2 separate regions of the Mus musculus genome follow, and region 2 is linked to region 1. The links are chromatin contacts, called in public promoter capture Hi-C maps. All regions are on one chromosome and are shown on one strand. Each heading gives the region's core, a stretch centred on a gene start, on an enhancer-like site or on the middle of the called end of the contact. The rest is flanking DNA. Distances are from core to core; before and after follow the strand shown.

Evidence for each region. Promoter capture Hi-C pulls out the DNA fragments that hold promoters and counts their contacts.
Region 2: a promoter capture Hi-C map of pre-B cells shows a contact between it and region 1. The contact joins the promoter of Glrx3 here to the promoter of Hmx2 in region 1. A contact is called at or near these places in 1 of 39 promoter capture datasets (pre-B cells) and 1 of 484 Hi-C or Micro-C datasets (CD4 T cells).

What each region holds. Positions count from the first base shown.
Region 1 is chr7:131,552,840-131,556,175 of GRCm38.p6, reverse strand. It overlaps Hmx2 (H6 homeobox 2), which reads right to left and starts at 1,883. Exons shown (of 2, transcript NM_145998.4): 1 at 1,602-1,883; 2 at 1-749. The coding sequence starts at 1,869. The coding sequence ends at 196.
Region 2 is chr7:137,435,693-137,439,032 of GRCm38.p6, reverse strand. It overlaps Glrx3 (glutaredoxin 3), which reads right to left and starts at 1,460. Exons shown (of 11, transcript NM_023140.5): 1 at 1,262-1,460. The coding sequence starts at 1,359.

The sequences.
Region 1 (3,336 bases), core at 634-3,133:
AAAATAAAACAAAACAAAACAAAAGGTAGGAAAGAGGCCATAAATAAGACATAACGAATACACATGGTGTATTTCTTAATATTTCTGGACACGCGCCGCTCTGCTCCGGAGCTCTGCGAAGGATCCCGACCGCGCCGGGCTATGCAGGCAGCTGCAGGCGACCAGGGGCGTCCCGGGAGCCGGCGGGCGAGCATGTCAGTAGTCAAGCTTGTTGTACAGGTTGTAGAGCGGTAAGGCCGAGAGATTGCTGCTCGGGTAATAAAGCGGAGCCGGGAAGGCCAGAGAGCGCGGCACCGGCACTCGCAGCAGCGAACTGTCCCGAAACACGAGCGGCATGCCCACGAGAGTCTGCGCCGACGCGTGTGCCATGTTGGCTGCCTCAAGCTCGGCTGAGAGCTGCCGCTTCCACTTGTTGCGGCGATTCTGGAACCAAGTCTTAACCTGGGTCTCGGTGAGCTGCAGGCTGGAGGCGAGGCAAGCGCGCTCCGAGCTGCTCAGGTAGCGTTTCATGTCGAAGGTAGACTCGAGCTGGTACACTTGGCTGCGGGAGAAGACGGTGCGCGTCTTCTTCTTGGCCGCTCCGGTTTGGCGCTCCGCACCGCCGTCCCGTGGCCGCTCCGGGCCCGGAGAAGGCGAGCCCGCCGGCAAAAGCCTCTCCTTCTCTTCCTTAAAGTCCGGGTGAGAAGGAGAAAGGAATGGCGTGCGCTCCGAGGCCGCAGGCCCTGCGCCTCCGCTGCCCTTGGGGGTACCTGAAGAGTGAGCACAAACAGAATGACCATGGAGTTGATGAGCCTTAAAGACTCTCAGCTCTGCCGGGGACAAGGAGGTTGACTGATGCCTGCATCCTTGATTCCCCTATTGCTAACCCTTTCCTTTTCTACTGCGTCCTGCTAGCGCCCAAAGTCCAGAGCCTCGGCCTTTCAAAGCAGCAGAAGAGGGTTCCATATAATCCGAGCTGGAGGGTCTCCTTCCACTCTTATAAAAGTAAACGTGGTACCGGGTCTGGAATGGGGACATTAACACCATTTTTTAAAGGTGATTTTTGCCTTTGAGGACTGAGCTCTACAAGGTAGCATCATTTTACAGGCCGTTTTCTTTGAGAGTCGGGCTAATTTTATTCATAACTCCTTGGCTGTCCTCCGTTAGCTTTTACCTCTCTGAAACTCAGCACTGTCAATCATTTTAGAGTACTAATCACTTCGAGAAGAGGCCGAGAGGAGGGAAAAGACATAGAGCCTGCAGGACTGACAGAACACCCAAACCAGACCTGCAGAACTAAGTCAGGACAGAAAGTACCCGGCGTGCGAAACCATTTTGGCCAGCATTGTGTACCGCCCGCAGAGTTCCTGGCCCACTCTGGTTCACCCTCCTTCCCCTTACCCAGTCTTCCCCTTACCGCCCCAATATTCCTCTACTTCTCCCCAGCGCCGGCCCTTCCGGCCTTTTCGAGAATGCACCATGGGTGCGTAGTCCCCTCCCCTTAGCCTGGACCACTAGCGGCCCGGCTGTGACCCGGGGATGCCCTGCTCCGCGTCTCCGACAATCACACACCGCATCGGCTCACGCTCACTCGGGCCAGACTCCCGACCTGCGATCCTTACCCAGGCAAGGGAAAGGGATGGGGGTATGGTGCTTAGGGCTTGGCTCCTTGGGGCCGTGCGGATCTGGGCAGAAGCAAGCCGGAGCCTTCCAACCTTCCTCCGGCTCCTCCTCCTCCGAGGACACAGACAGGCTGCGTTTCCTGGCTGGCCACCCGGCGGGCTCCCGCGGTGCCTCGGAGGGGCCCCCGCCCAGGATGGACTGGATGGTGAAGCTGGAGACGCCACCGGCCGCCGGACATCCCTTCCCCACATCTTCCTTGCTGCCCATCCTGGGTTCATAAGAAATCGGAGGAAACCAAGAACTCCCTTTAGAGCGGGGCTGGGTGGAAGGTGGTGCGGGCAGGCGGGCGGGGGGAGGGGCGGGAGGGAAAGCAAGGGGAGGGGGCTACGAGGCTGGCGAGGCGTCCCTTCTGCTCCAGGACGCGCAGGCACCGGACCGCTGTGCGCGGGTCCCTGCCGGCCCGGCTCTGGGTGAGCCCGCCCAGCCCCGGTGCCAATGTCCCTTCCTCGTTTGACAACTCCACCGGTCTCCAGCGACGCGGAGGCTGCGCGGCCTCATTTGCATAGAGGTTACCCGGCCGCGGCCAATCGCAGCGCCGCGGAGCGGCCCCGGAATTTTTTAAAAAGCTGGGGCCGAGCACGCAGCACCGGGAAGCTCCGGGAGCAAGCCTAGACGCGCACTCGCATCAGCTCTGTCCAGCCCGTAACATCTGGGGCTGAAGGCAGCTTAGATTGCAGCCTGTGTTCCTGGTCTTTGCCTTGCCTCTCCAGAAACGAGAACAGCGCCCGGGGTCGAGCTGGTGGGGCTCTCTCACATCCAAGATGCACACCATAGGCTGCTGCCACCCTCCCCAGTCCTCAACCCCTTCTAGCCTCTTGGGAACTAACAGCGCTCTACGAGTCTTCTCCCGCTGCGTTGGGGATTGACAGTATGTGGCTCTCCGCTGGGAGACACAGGAGCAAAGAAATTCTACAGCTCTGGACCTGAAGACCCCGCTGACTAAAGGGGGCAGAGGATTTTGGAAACAGAGTAGCCCCCAAATGTCCCGAGGTTCCGGCTCACATTCCAGCAAACGCCATTTGCACTGTGTGAACTTGAACAAGTCTGGTCCCAGTAGAAGCATCCCTGCCCCCTGGCAAACTTCTTAGTGTCGCCTGCCCCCATTCTCTGGTTGTGATGATGTGTCAGCTAGAAACCTATAAACTCTCAGAGTGCAGAATAGTTATTTCCTAATCCTTGACCGAATACCACACAGCTCGCCTTCCCACACTGCAGCTAAACTCATTTACTTTATTTTGCTGGTAAATACTGGCGGTCTCAAAATGGCTACGCTGCTTCTGGAAGGAAACGAAGTAGGTAGGTATGGGGACTTTTTAGAATTGGACAGGATCCTGTTAAATATAGGTAGGGTGTCTTTGGGCAAGATATGTACACTTTCCACGCCTCGTTTTCCCCATCCTAAAATTATTTGAAGTGTTGCTTTCCTTTCAGAGGTCAAGGTACAGCTTTATAAAACCTGACTCTCTCCTTCCTTCTTGTGGCCTCTCCCTAAGCCCTGACTCTTGCTTGTTTAATCCCTAGAGCACCTGTTACCTGATCTAGAGTCATCTCAACAAAGCAAGCAAAGGGATTTGAGGCGACAGTTATCTACACAAGCTTTATGGAAAGGAACGAGACCCAAAGCTTCCAGCCAAACCTGGCTGCACCCTTAAGGTCCCAGAAACCCTGTTCCCT
Region 2 (3,340 bases), core at 211-2,710, 5.9 Mb before region 1:
CCCCCCACCCCCCTTGAGAGGAAAGAAATGTTTGTTTCCTGATTTTTTACAATAGGGTCTCCTTATATACCTCTGGCTAGCCTGAAACTCACTATGAAGATCAAACTGACCTTGAACTTGCAGAATAAATGGCATGCTAACTTTTACCCACTAAGGCCTGTTTAACACATGAAACATAAAGACAAACTAAGCATGTGAAACACACACACATAAAAGAATCTTCTCAGACGATTTAAGTTCAAGCTTTTCAGGACATGTCCACACAAGCCCTCATCACTTCAGGAGGCCATCTCTGACGTCCTCCGAAACGCCTGGTAAACGACCTGGCTGGATCCATCAGAAGTCAGCTTCTACTTAATGTTACTCTCATTCTCCCTTTTTCTTTTCTTTGGGGGGAAAAAAATTTAAAATCAAGTAAACCTGAAATGCGAAAGGGTTGGAAAGGACTGGTTTTGTTGTTGATGAAGATGAGTTGTTGTTTTCGGTGCTAGAAGTTGAACTCAGGGTTTCTTGTGTATTAAGCACTAGCTACACTGCCAGCCTCTGAATGAGCTATTGTAATTCTCCTCCATACTGTATGGAGTAGCAGATGTCAGCCAGTCAATCTGCCACCTGCCCACTCTGCTCAGTGAGGATACCAAGGCCCCCACATTAGTGGAGAGAGCTTCCGGTACGCCAACCACAAAACAGAGCTTTAACAGAACCGGTCCATTCACCCGGGAGGAAGCCGAAGGGGAGGTTAGGAAACTTGCCCCAGGATTACAAGCACATAAGGGGCTAAGGAGAGGTTGGGGATCCCCGGCAGTGGGCCCTGAAACCCCTCCCTCACCACTCTGCATGCAGATCAAGGCAGGGCAGCATCCTAGAGCGCCGAGGTCCTGGTTTCCCACGCATCCCCAGGGCTGGCCTCAGGAAGGCTTGGCCAAAGGCGAGGCGCGCGCACCCGGCCGCCGCAGACCCTCCCTTAGCCGGCTGGTGGTTCAGGAAAGCCCGGGACCCTAGCTGGGCCTGCAGGCTGGTCGCCAGCCAAGGCTTCCTTCAGGAGGCGCCACATGCGGGTCTCCGGAGGGCAGGTCCATTGTGCACGCGGGCCGCCGCGGGCCGCTTCCCTAGGAGGGGCTACCGCCGCGGCCCAAGTAGGGCCGCCGTTGGACCACGAGCTCAGCTCCGGACGTGCCGCGTTGGGAAGCCGCCCCCAAGTCCCGTGACCCCCCGGCCCGCCGCCCTCTGGTCCCCGGGCCCTCTCGCCGCCCCCGCGTACTTGGTTTTGAGGCGCAGTAGCTCTTCAAACTGCTGGGCAGAGCCGACTTCCACCACTGCCACGGCTGCCTCGCCTGCCTCGGCCGCCCCCGCCGCCATGCTGTCTCCGCCAGACACCAGCAGTCGAGCGCCGGAGGCTCGATAGGGCCGGACGGACACGCGAGGAGGCTGCGCACGGGGAAGCCACGCCCGCTGAGATCGGGGGCCCACCCCTGACACACTATGCCACGCCCTCCGGCACTGAAGGTCACGCCCTCGGACTGGGAGAACTGGGAGGCTCTGGGTTGGGCTAGCGGAGCCTCCTTGCTTTGTATTGGTGTGCTAACTAGCTAGATGCCTTGGCCCCTGGCTGTTGTAGCTCTGGAGCTCAGAAACCTGTAATAGGAAGGGATGTAAGTATGTGTGTATTGTAAATTAGAGTGAAGTCAGAATAGAACATTGGCAAGCTGAAATCTCACATGAAGCTGCATAAAGATGAACTAGGAAGTCTTAAGACTAAAAAAACAATAGTGTCTGAGCACAACCCTGATAGTCCTTGTACCTCAGTCCTGGAGGAAACTCGAACTCTTCTAGAGGTGCCCTCAGAACCCCATAATCAACCTTCAGTACAACTCTGTGACACCTGTTAGCCGTTGCAGCCTTGACACAAGACCTAAATGGCTCGCCCCATTGCCTCTAAGAACCGTTAGGCTCCTTTTTAGAGTTCCTGCACCTTCCCACCCAGGCCCAGCCTCCATGACCCTCTTACTAGAAGCTTCCCTGTACGGGCAGTGACTCGCCAGTGGTATCTTCTCCACACTCTTTCCCATGCTAAGGCAGGAAGTTCCTTAAGTTTGAGTCCAGCCTGGGCTCTACAGTGAGTTCCAGGCCAGCCTGAGTAACAGTAACAGATTACAGATTGAAATATTTTCGATCGATTGGGAATTAAATATGTCCTTTTACCTCTGCTCACTGAGCCATTTTAAAGAACACAGGAGAGTTGCTTGCGGTGGCCACTCCTGTATCCTATTGGCAGCCCTGCTCCTATGATTACAAAAGCCCTGGAAGCTGTGTCACACACATCTTGAGAAACACCCCTACTAAAAATGTGGATCACAGTGCTCCAAATGCAACAGGACAAATTGTTCTGCTTCTTGGCTGGGGGGGGGGGGGGCAGAACCCCAAACTTAGGACTGTAAGAAAATAAACATACGCCAATACCAATAAAGCCATAGAAACCTCAGAAAGACATCAGGGTCACACGCGGACATTAACATCCTGATTATAGTATTGTATTACAGGTTTGCAAGGTGCGATGGGTTGTATATGCTCAGCCCAGGGAGTGGCACTATTAGAAGGTGTGGCCCTATTGGAGTAGGTGTGTCACTGTGGGTGTGTGCTTTAAGGCCCTCATCCTAGCTCCCTGGAAGCCAGTCTCCTCCTGGCTGCCTTTGGAACAAGTGGTGGAACTCTCAGCTCCTCCAGCCCCACATCTGCCTGGATGCTGCTATGCTCCCACCTTGGTGATAATGGACTGAACCTCTGAACCTGTAAGCCAGCCCCAATTAAATGTTGTCCTTTATAAGAATTGACTTGGTCGGGGCTGGAGAGATGGCTCGGCGGTTAAGAGCACTGACCGCTCTTCCAAAGGTCCTGAGTTCAAATCCTAGCAACCACATGGTGGCTCACAACCATCCTTAATGAGATCTGATGCCCTCTTCTGGTGTGTCTGAAGACAGCTACAGTGTACTTACATATAATAAATAAATAAATAAATCTTTAAAAAAAAAAAGAATTGACTTGGTCATGGTGTCTGTTCACAGCAGTAAAACCCTAACTAAGACACAAGGTTTTATCATTGGGAGACAGTACACACATTATCTCTGTCTCGACACACACATCCTTTATATTTTGAAACAAGTTTTCATGTAGGCCGTGACGGCCTAGAGTTGATTATGAAGCCAAGACTGGCCTTGAACTCACGACCTGCTTGCTTCTACCTCCAAAATGTTGGACTTATATGTATGTACCACCTAGTTGATAATAAACTTACCTACTATGTGTACCTAGTTGGTAATAAATGTATTATTGTTTTTATTGA